Regions from separate parts of the Sus scrofa genome. Here all the other regions are linked to region 2. Evidence: chromatin contacts called from public Hi-C and HiChIP or PLAC-seq data. All regions are on one chromosome and are shown on one strand. The core of a region is the stretch at or near the end of the contact, and the rest is flanking DNA. Distances in the headings are between cores, read along the strand shown.

Evidence for each region. Hi-C and Micro-C count contacts between places; a contact is called where the count stands out from the background. HiChIP or PLAC-seq counts read pairs in DNA pulled down with a chosen protein or histone mark.
Region 1: a Hi-C map of liver shows a contact between it and region 2, with 4 times the contacts expected there. The contact joins two enhancer-like sites. A contact is called at or near these places in 2 of 47 Hi-C or Micro-C datasets (liver and skeletal muscle) and 1 of 2 datasets of contacts at active chromatin or transcription factors (skeletal muscle).
Region 3: an H3K27ac HiChIP or PLAC-seq map of skeletal muscle shows a contact between it and region 2. The contact joins two enhancer-like sites. A contact is called at or near these places in 3 of 47 Hi-C or Micro-C datasets (heart right ventricle and skeletal muscle) and 1 of 2 datasets of contacts at active chromatin or transcription factors (skeletal muscle).

The regions. Positions count from the first base shown.
Region 1 is chr14:1,601,895-1,604,594 of Sscrofa11.1, forward strand. No RefSeq gene overlaps it. Among named protein-coding and RNA genes, the nearest start is that of DIRAS2, 370 kb to the right of the region's middle. Within about 2 kb of position 1,402, at least 8 of the 83 cell types and tissues checked have an H3K27ac peak or open chromatin away from gene starts, as enhancers often do. A contact at or near this core is called in liver, where this site is marked.
Region 2 is chr14:1,379,812-1,382,511 of Sscrofa11.1, forward strand. It overlaps LOC110256747 (a long non-coding RNA gene), which reads left to right. Exons shown (of 2, transcript XR_002338666.1): 2 at 1-191. Among named protein-coding and RNA genes, the nearest start is that of GADD45G, 220 kb to the left of the region's middle. Within about 2 kb of position 1,295, at least 26 of the 83 cell types and tissues checked have an H3K27ac peak or open chromatin away from gene starts, as enhancers often do. A contact at or near this core is called in liver and skeletal muscle, where this site is marked.
Region 3 is chr14:1,558,151-1,560,850 of Sscrofa11.1, forward strand. The region is part of intron 4 of LOC106505879 (a long non-coding RNA gene); the gene reads left to right. Among named protein-coding and RNA genes, the nearest start is that of GADD45G, 390 kb to the left of the region's middle. Within about 2 kb of position 1,356, at least 26 of the 83 cell types and tissues checked have an H3K27ac peak or open chromatin away from gene starts, as enhancers often do. A contact at or near this core is called in skeletal muscle, where this site is marked.

The DNA of each region.
Region 1 (2,700 bases), core at 152-2,651, 220 kb after region 2:
CAGTTCTCTAAGGCGCCCTGTGGTTCCTAAAGTCCTTAACCCCTCAGGCACAAGACTTGAATTCTGCATCTCAGTCTCCTCCTTTCAGACCAGGCCTCAGGTTCTCCAAGTCCCATTTCAATTTATCCCATTATTTTGCTTTGCGACAAGTTCGGGTGGTCTGGAGCTGGGCATGCCTTACCCTAGGCGGGCTGCAGGGGGTGCTGTCTTGTGGCTCACCTTTCCTTTGTCCTTGTCCTTCCCCTTCTTCCCTTACTTAGGGTTGTAACCAAAGACACACCTGCACGGGCACACATGCATACATGCACAAGCACACACACACACACACACACACATGCATAGACACACAGACACATACATATGCACATATTCATACATACATACATACACACACAGATGTATACACACAGGCACACAGACTATACAGAGAGACATGTGCACGTACATACACACATGTACACGCATACATGTACCCATGTATACCTATATGCAGACATATATACATCATTTGAAAAGAGACACCTAGGAAAATGATGGTCCTGTAAAGACAGGAAGGATTGAAGGGAAGCAGTCACAAACCAAAGAGAAGCTGAGCACACTGGAAGCTGGGAGAGGCAGGAAGGATTTTTCCCTAGAGTCTCCAGAGGATACATAACCCCAATGACAGCCTTATTCGAGACTTCTGGCCCCCAGAACTGTGCGACGATAAATTTCTGTTGTTTTATGCCACCCGGTTTGTGATACTTTGTTCTGACAGCCCTAGGAAGCTAAGTATAGACTCAAAAACAAAGCGGTAATGATCAACCAGTAAATGAGGTCCATTATCCAGATGACCCAGAAAATGCAGGGCTAAAATTGGAGAATCTGATAACAGGCACCTGGGAATGAAGCTCTTACTCAGACACATTAAACCAAGCAGGAGCTGATCCACAAGCTGGGAGGAGATATAGCAAGAATCAACTGGGTTATGCAACAGAAAACGCCTCTGGGTTCTGGAAAACATAAGGTCTTGCAGCGGTTTGAGAGGGTTCTTATTATGGGCTTGCTGGCAAAAAGCATCAGGCAATGCCACGGACTGTGGTTCGGCTGGAGCCACTGGGGGAATAGCAGGAGCCGGCTCTGGGAAGGACTGGGGCTGCCTGCCAGGGCTGGACAGGGAGTGAGGCGGGTGGGGGCTGGGGACAGCTTGGAGAATGAGAGCATTGCAAAGGCAGGGAGCCAGAAAAGGTTGAAGCCAATGATCTTGAAGAGCTACTTGTTGGCTGATATTAAAAAAAAAAAAAATCTATATCCAGAGTCATCCATTTTTATTCCAAAGTATATACTCTGGATTAATATAACTCGTTATATCTTTCCCTGTAGATGTCACTGCAGGGAGGCCCTAGCAGATGGCCCTGGAGGAAGACACTGGGCAGCTGAGGGCTGTGCAAATGCAGAGGCTCCAGAAGGGCAACCAGAAGACCTGGGTTTCAGTTGGATAAACCTGGCTTCAGCAACCTCAGTCCTGAGGCTCTAACTCGAACCCTAACCCTAACCCAAACATAGCTCTTCTTAAAAACAGGCCCTTTGATTCATATTTCCTTATGAAAGGACATTTTGTCTTCTGTTTTCTCTCAGTGTTTGGTGCTCTGGGTTTAAGCTGGTGTCATTAGTTGCTGAATCCCATGCTCAGAGGGCGTGGATCACTGGACACCTTTGGATGTATTCGCCTGTGTGTCACTGCAGGCTGATCTTGGGCAAGGATTCACATAGAATGCACGCCTTCTACCCAGGTGAAAGGTCCCTTGCACCACAGAGAGGAACAAAGAGGATTGCCTGGTCTTGACTAGCCTGCTGAGCTGCTTACCTAGAAGAAGCTTCAGTACGAGACTTATCTTGATGAAGAAGATGCCAGCTTCTGTGCCCTCTCCCGCATGGATCCTCATAGAGAAAACTCGCTGGTGTTTGCCAGGCTGATAGGGGACTCTCAGCCCAGACAGGCAGGTGCCCTGAGTTGCTTGGCATACTTTTGCTCAGCTCCCCCTAACCTGACCTTTTGTGGCTTAGTTCATATCTCCATCTGTAAGGTTTAAGGCTACAGACGGTAAATAAATAAACAGATGCTCCGTTCCCGCCCATAAACGCCCCTATCTCTCCCACCATCTTGTACAAACTCCCACTGACTCTCCTTTGTATTCTTTCCCAGCTCATCTCTGACATGCAGGACCCTGAAATCAGAAAAACTTTTGATCCAGATCCTGCCATAAAGATAAAAAAAAAATGTTAATCTCCATGTTTATAGAGATTATCTGTTCTGTTCTATATTTCATCCTGGTAAAAATTATCAGTGCTATTTATAAATTCTGCAGGAAAAATGAGTCACTGGCTAATTGAGGAGGTGCTTTAAGACCATGAAAACAGTAGGTAAAGATTTTGATGCCAGATTAAAAAAAGAGACTTTCAGATCCTCTTAAAATATTATGTGTTTGCCATGACAGTAAATGCCTACTGTTATTTTGCTTCCAGCTCCCTGATACCAGCAGCTGTGCAGCTATAAGTGCTTTACTTCAATCCTTTGTGCCTCAATTTCTTCGTAATTAAATTTTGAATAAAACCATGGCAATAATTGAACATGGCTCTGGTAAGAAAAGATGAGATGACACAGTCACTCCTCTGGGGAGCCACAGAAACAGTGCTCAATTAATTAACAACTTTCCCTTA
Region 2 (2,700 bases), core at 45-2,544:
TTCCTGCTGGAAGCCCTGCTGGACCACCAGACATAGGAAGGACTGGTCCTCAGGGGGTCCCTCCCAGACGTTGAGTCCCCAGCAGAGGTCCCAGACACCACTGGGCAGAGACAAGCCACCTGCTGCTTCCTGTTCGAATCCCTGACTCATAGGAACCCAGAGAGGTAATAAAGAATTACTGTTGTTCTGCATCACTACGTGACTCATTCAACCATCTTATCTAAAGGAGCGAGGGCTGACTGGCCACAGATCCTAGCATGACCCCTTCTTGACGTCTGCCTTTAAAGGAGGATGTGTGAGAGCCAGGCGTGTGGCGGGGACTCAGGGAACAGGAGGAGCGTGATTGTCACCAAGGGCCGGAGGGTTCCTCTTCCACCTACTTCTTTTAGCTCCATCGTGATTTGTCAAAACTATTGACAGCAGCAATCGGGCCTGCCTCTAGAAATAGCAAAGAAAAAGCCAGAGGCAGGAAAGCTTTGGGAGAAACCTAGATACCTGAGTTCCATGGGAATTCAAAGAAATAGCGGGATCCTTAAGAACCCTCATCTTTCAAGTGACTTCTCTAGGCACCAAGTATTTTTTAGCTCATTATGTCCATCATATTTCCACCCCCACCCCCACTGCCCCCAGGGTAAAGATGGACAATGCTTCATCTTTCCGAGGTCAGGGGTGGTGGAGGAGTGGGGGAAGGGGTGGTGGGGGGTGGCGTGGCTGTGTCCTCTGAGTAGCACGTGATGTCAGCACGCCAGGGGGTTCTTTGGAGTGTGTCCTGGAAATGTGAGAAAGCATGCAAGGCATCTGACACCCTGTTACCTAGAATCGAATGTTTTCATGACATTTTGCCCAGCTGTACCTTTATATAGTTGGAGGGCGCAGAGATTATGCAGGTTCAAAGCGATTAAGCTTTCTTCCCCACCCAGCTGCTGGGGAATGATGCCTGGCATATGGACGATGGATAGGGTTACTCACTCCAAAGTGTGCTGGGAAACCTGTCTTTATGTTAGTTTAGTTTTGTTTAACAAGTAGCCCAGATCATCCGTGGCCATGCACTGGGACAGGAGGCCGCTGTCTGGAAGCCAAATCCCACGTGTAGGAGAGTAAGTCTGCCTGAACAGCCACATTTAGTATCTCCGGTCAGGTGGGGGGTTCTCTGCCATCGACCCCCCCAGAATTGTGTACACTTGTCTGAATCCCCACAGGGGCCCTGTGGCTTTGCGGGGGAGTCACGGACTGGCCTGAACTAAGGTGGGAGCCATCCTGTGCTCCCCACCTGCCGGTTCCGAGCTCGAGGCTGCCTCCCTTGGGCTCTGAGTCTCTTCTTCTGGGGTTGCTGGGGGGAGGCTGGAACTCAAATGCACTTTCCAGCTGGAAGGACTGCCATTTGAAAAATCCCAGGCAGCTCCTGAATTCCAGGGAGGGGCCTGGGATTTGCACTGGGAGGGGCCTCCTCTCCCAGGGCTGCCGGGCTAAATTGAGAGGGCAGCTTATAGGCCTGGCCTCTAGGAGAGAGGGTGCTATGGGGACACCGCCTTGCTCTGGGAAGGCAGCCAGGAGCTGGGCAGGGGCTGGCCCCAGAGGGACTTGCAGCTTGGCTGGGGTGTGGATGCTGGAAGAACACACACGGGGAAAGCCAGTTCCAGACCTGGAGGAGTGACAGCTGGGGAAAGCAGGTCTTGCCTCCGAGGGCAGCCACAGGCGGCCACCACAGAGGTCGAGTGGCCCTCTCCCCAGGGTCATTGGCTGCAGGGAGCACACAAGTCCTGGTGGCTGGAGAGAAGGCTCCACAGTGCCCATTTCAGAGCAGGAGCAAGGCTGGCCCCAGGGGACAGCCAGGGATCCCAAGATGTGGCCCCAGGGTGGCCTTTGTTCTCCAGCAGTTCTGCCACTGTGGCTTGGGGGGAACCCAATAGTGCGTGCGCGTGCACGCACACGTGCATGCGCGCGCGCGCGTGTGTGTGTGTGTGTGTGTGTGTGTGTGTTGGGGGAAGAGATGAAATAGGGGAGGGGGATATGGGGTAGAGGAGATGGGGGAGGTGGGGGAGGGGAAGGGGACGAGGGAAGTGGGTGCAAAGGGGAGTCAGAGGAGGTGATAGGGTTGATGGGGCAGGAGAAGATGGGGTGGGGGAAGCAGGAGGGGTGGGGAAAGTAGATGGAGTTTGGGGAGGTAGATGGGGAGGGGGAGGTAGAATGGGGGAGGGGGAAATGGGGTGCAGGAGGTGGGGAAGGTGGATGGGGTGAGGTGGGGGCATTTCTAGTCCCAGGCAAGACAGCCCTGCCAGGGACAGGCTCAACAATCTCCATTTCCTCTCCTCCTTGATGTTCTGTGACTTAAACACCACCTGTGAAACAGATGCAAACCTCTTGGGACTGCACAGAGGGAAACTAGGTTTTGTTTTTTGTTTTTTGTTTTTTTTTGTCTTTTTTCACTGCATAAGGAAGTTTCCAGGCTAGGGTTTGAATCGGAGCTGTAGCTGCCAGCCTATACCACAGCCACAGCAACGTGGGATCCCAGCCGCATCTGCAACCTACACCACAGCTCATGGCAACGCCGGGTCCTTAACCCACTGAGCGAGGCCAGCAATCAAACTTGCATCCTTACGGATATTAGTCAGGTTCATTCCCACTGAGCCATGATGCTAACTCCTGGAAAGCGGATTTCACATACACCGATGGCTGAGGCAGGGGTGAGGTGGTGGCCCC
Region 3 (2,700 bases), core at 106-2,605, 180 kb after region 2:
CACCTCCTAATCCTCCTGCCTGTCACAGCTCCCCATTATCCCCAGAGAAGCCTGGGCCAAATATGGGTTATGTCAGAAGGGGGTTGAGTGCAACCTCCCCGTTTTTCCACCACTGAGTTACTGGAAGGGAACCATCCCCTTCCCCCGGATGTTCTGATGGGTTGAGTTTGGCTTCAATTTGGCTTAACCAATGTAAATTAAAATAGAGACTTAAAAAGGTAATAAAATACCTCATTTTCCTGTATGGAGCTGAGTGTGCACAGGGAAGAAGGAATAATTTAATTAAAAGTCAGAGACTTAGAGTTCCTGTTGTGGCTCAGTGGGTTAAGGATCTGACATAGTCTCCATGAGGTTAGTTTCAATTGCTGGCCTCGCTCAGTAGGTTAAGGATCTGGAGTTGCTGCGAGCTGCAGCCTAGGTTGCAAATGTGGCTTGGATCTGGTGTTGCCATGGCTGTGGTGTAGGCTGCAACCGCAGCTGTGATTTTACCCCTAACCTGGTCGATTCCAGATGCTGCAGGTTCGGCTGTAAAAAGGAAAAAATTCAGAGCCTTTTTAGTGTTACTATTAATGAAATCATAGTAACAATAATAAGGATAGGCCTGTGTAAGAATGACAAGGCTGCCCTGTCATTTGCTCTGGGTTGCATATTTCTGATAATCTAGAAGCCAAAGGAATGGGCACCTCTCTGGAGGGTCCCAGGCAGCAGAGTGAAACCCTGACATCCAGGTATCAGGGTATCACTACGTGTTTTTCATTACTTGTGAACCTGGTGGGCTGTGGTTGGGATCATTTTTTGCAGGGTCTTGCCTAGTGGTTCTTTCTGACCCTGGGGCCACGCTGTAGGGTTTTCTATGTCTGCATTCAAGCAGCAGAGGAGATACTTAAAATACAGGCTTTTATCCTTCACAGAGATGATCCATCTTTGCAAAACAGCCCTGGGTTTTCTTGCAACACACTCGGAAGTGGCTCCAAGACTCTGTTACAGAAGAAATTCTTTAGTAGAACTTTTTCATTCGGAATTATCTAACCAAAGTTCTGACAATGGTGGAAAGGATAAAAATAATTACTCTGGATCCCAAGACAAGCTGAACATCTGGGTTATTACCATTGGTTTGGGTCCAATACCAACTTCCTTGCCCCCCCACCCCCATTCAGAACCCTTTGATTTGTATGCTCCTTGCTGGGAGAGATGGAAAATGCCAAGTGCCTAAATGCTTAGCTATTTCATTCCAGGATGCATTCCTTTCCTTCTAGTCACTGATGCCAAAGGAAAGTGGGAAGGATAGACTTGCAGCCTCCAATGGGGATGCAGTCCAGAGATTGAATTGGTAACTGTTCTGCACTTACAATGAACATCGTTGCCATAGAAACCCAGCAACAAGACAACTGAGAATCTGGTTGACTGAGACAAATAAATGTTTTCCTCTCATGGCTTGCAGGGAGCCTGATAAATTCTGCCTGGTTCCTCTCTGCTGGGGTGGCAGGAGCTGTATCAAAATTCTTTTACTGCCCTATCCTCATGTGTCAGACTGACAAGGACCCCTGTGTATGTTGATACAAGCCGGCTACATGACAGTATCCCACAGCTGCAGTCTGATTGCACCTGCTTATTTGCAACAGGTGCTGTGTTTTAAGACCCAAACCCCAGAACCTGGATTTTCAGGGGGGGCAGCTGCTGAATTTTTGGTTGGCTATTTTTCCTCCATGGAGCAGTGGCCCTCTAGAGAAATTGGAGCATCTGAAACCTTATCCTCACCTAAAGAACACTGTCAGGATTTTCCTTTTGCTGGGCCTCCAGGGCCGCAAAGAAGGATAAGAAAAGGATTTGGGCCACTTGCCTCAGCTTTGAAACCAGAACGCCAAACCAACCAGGCCAGCATGTGAGCTGCTGGCATTTCAGGAATGTACACGCTAAGAATCTAAGTGTCGAATGCATTTGACTAGTGAATGTGTGTTTACCCTAGTTGGCAACGTTCAGGTCACAAAACGAAAGTGGCAACTGGAACCTTGCCTTTTCTGCTCAACTTTGCATAACAGGGTGCATCAGCTTAAAAATGTCAACAGCGAACACTCCCATACAAATCTATTCCCAAGAAAAATACTGTGGGCAGTTTCTATTCTGGGAGAAACTTCTGGGGAAGAAAAACCTCATTTGGGTGCTATCCATCATGCTATTTAAGTCAAGGGAGATGTTTTAAGAGCAAAAATGCAGCATTTTGTAACATTTCTACCTACTCAAAACGCAGATGCTCCCGCAAAGTCTTGAAGGTTGCTTGTGACCCAGGCTCACGGGGCTGGTTCTTGAGGCTTTTTGACAAGGGGGCTATTTATGCCATTGAGGGATGGCAAAATATATGGTTTCTTTTTTCAGAGGTAAAAATGCCACAAAAATCATGGAAAACCAAGAAAGCACAGGAAAGTAACTAAGTAAAGAGTATGCATAATCGATCTGTGATCTCTCCACATAAAAATAATGATTCTACGTATTCGGGGGTGTTAACTCCTCTGAGGGAAGAGACTTAGGGATCATGATGAACCTCCCGGCTGAGCTGTGGTGACAGCCAGGGTCAGAAAAAGAGAGAGCGGCTCAGCTGGGTATTTCACAGTCAGCAGAGGTGAGGCCATTGTCAAGGTCCCTTGGTGAGGCCAAGTGTATGAAGGCTTTTAACAGAGGAGACTAAAAAAAGTCACAATGAGG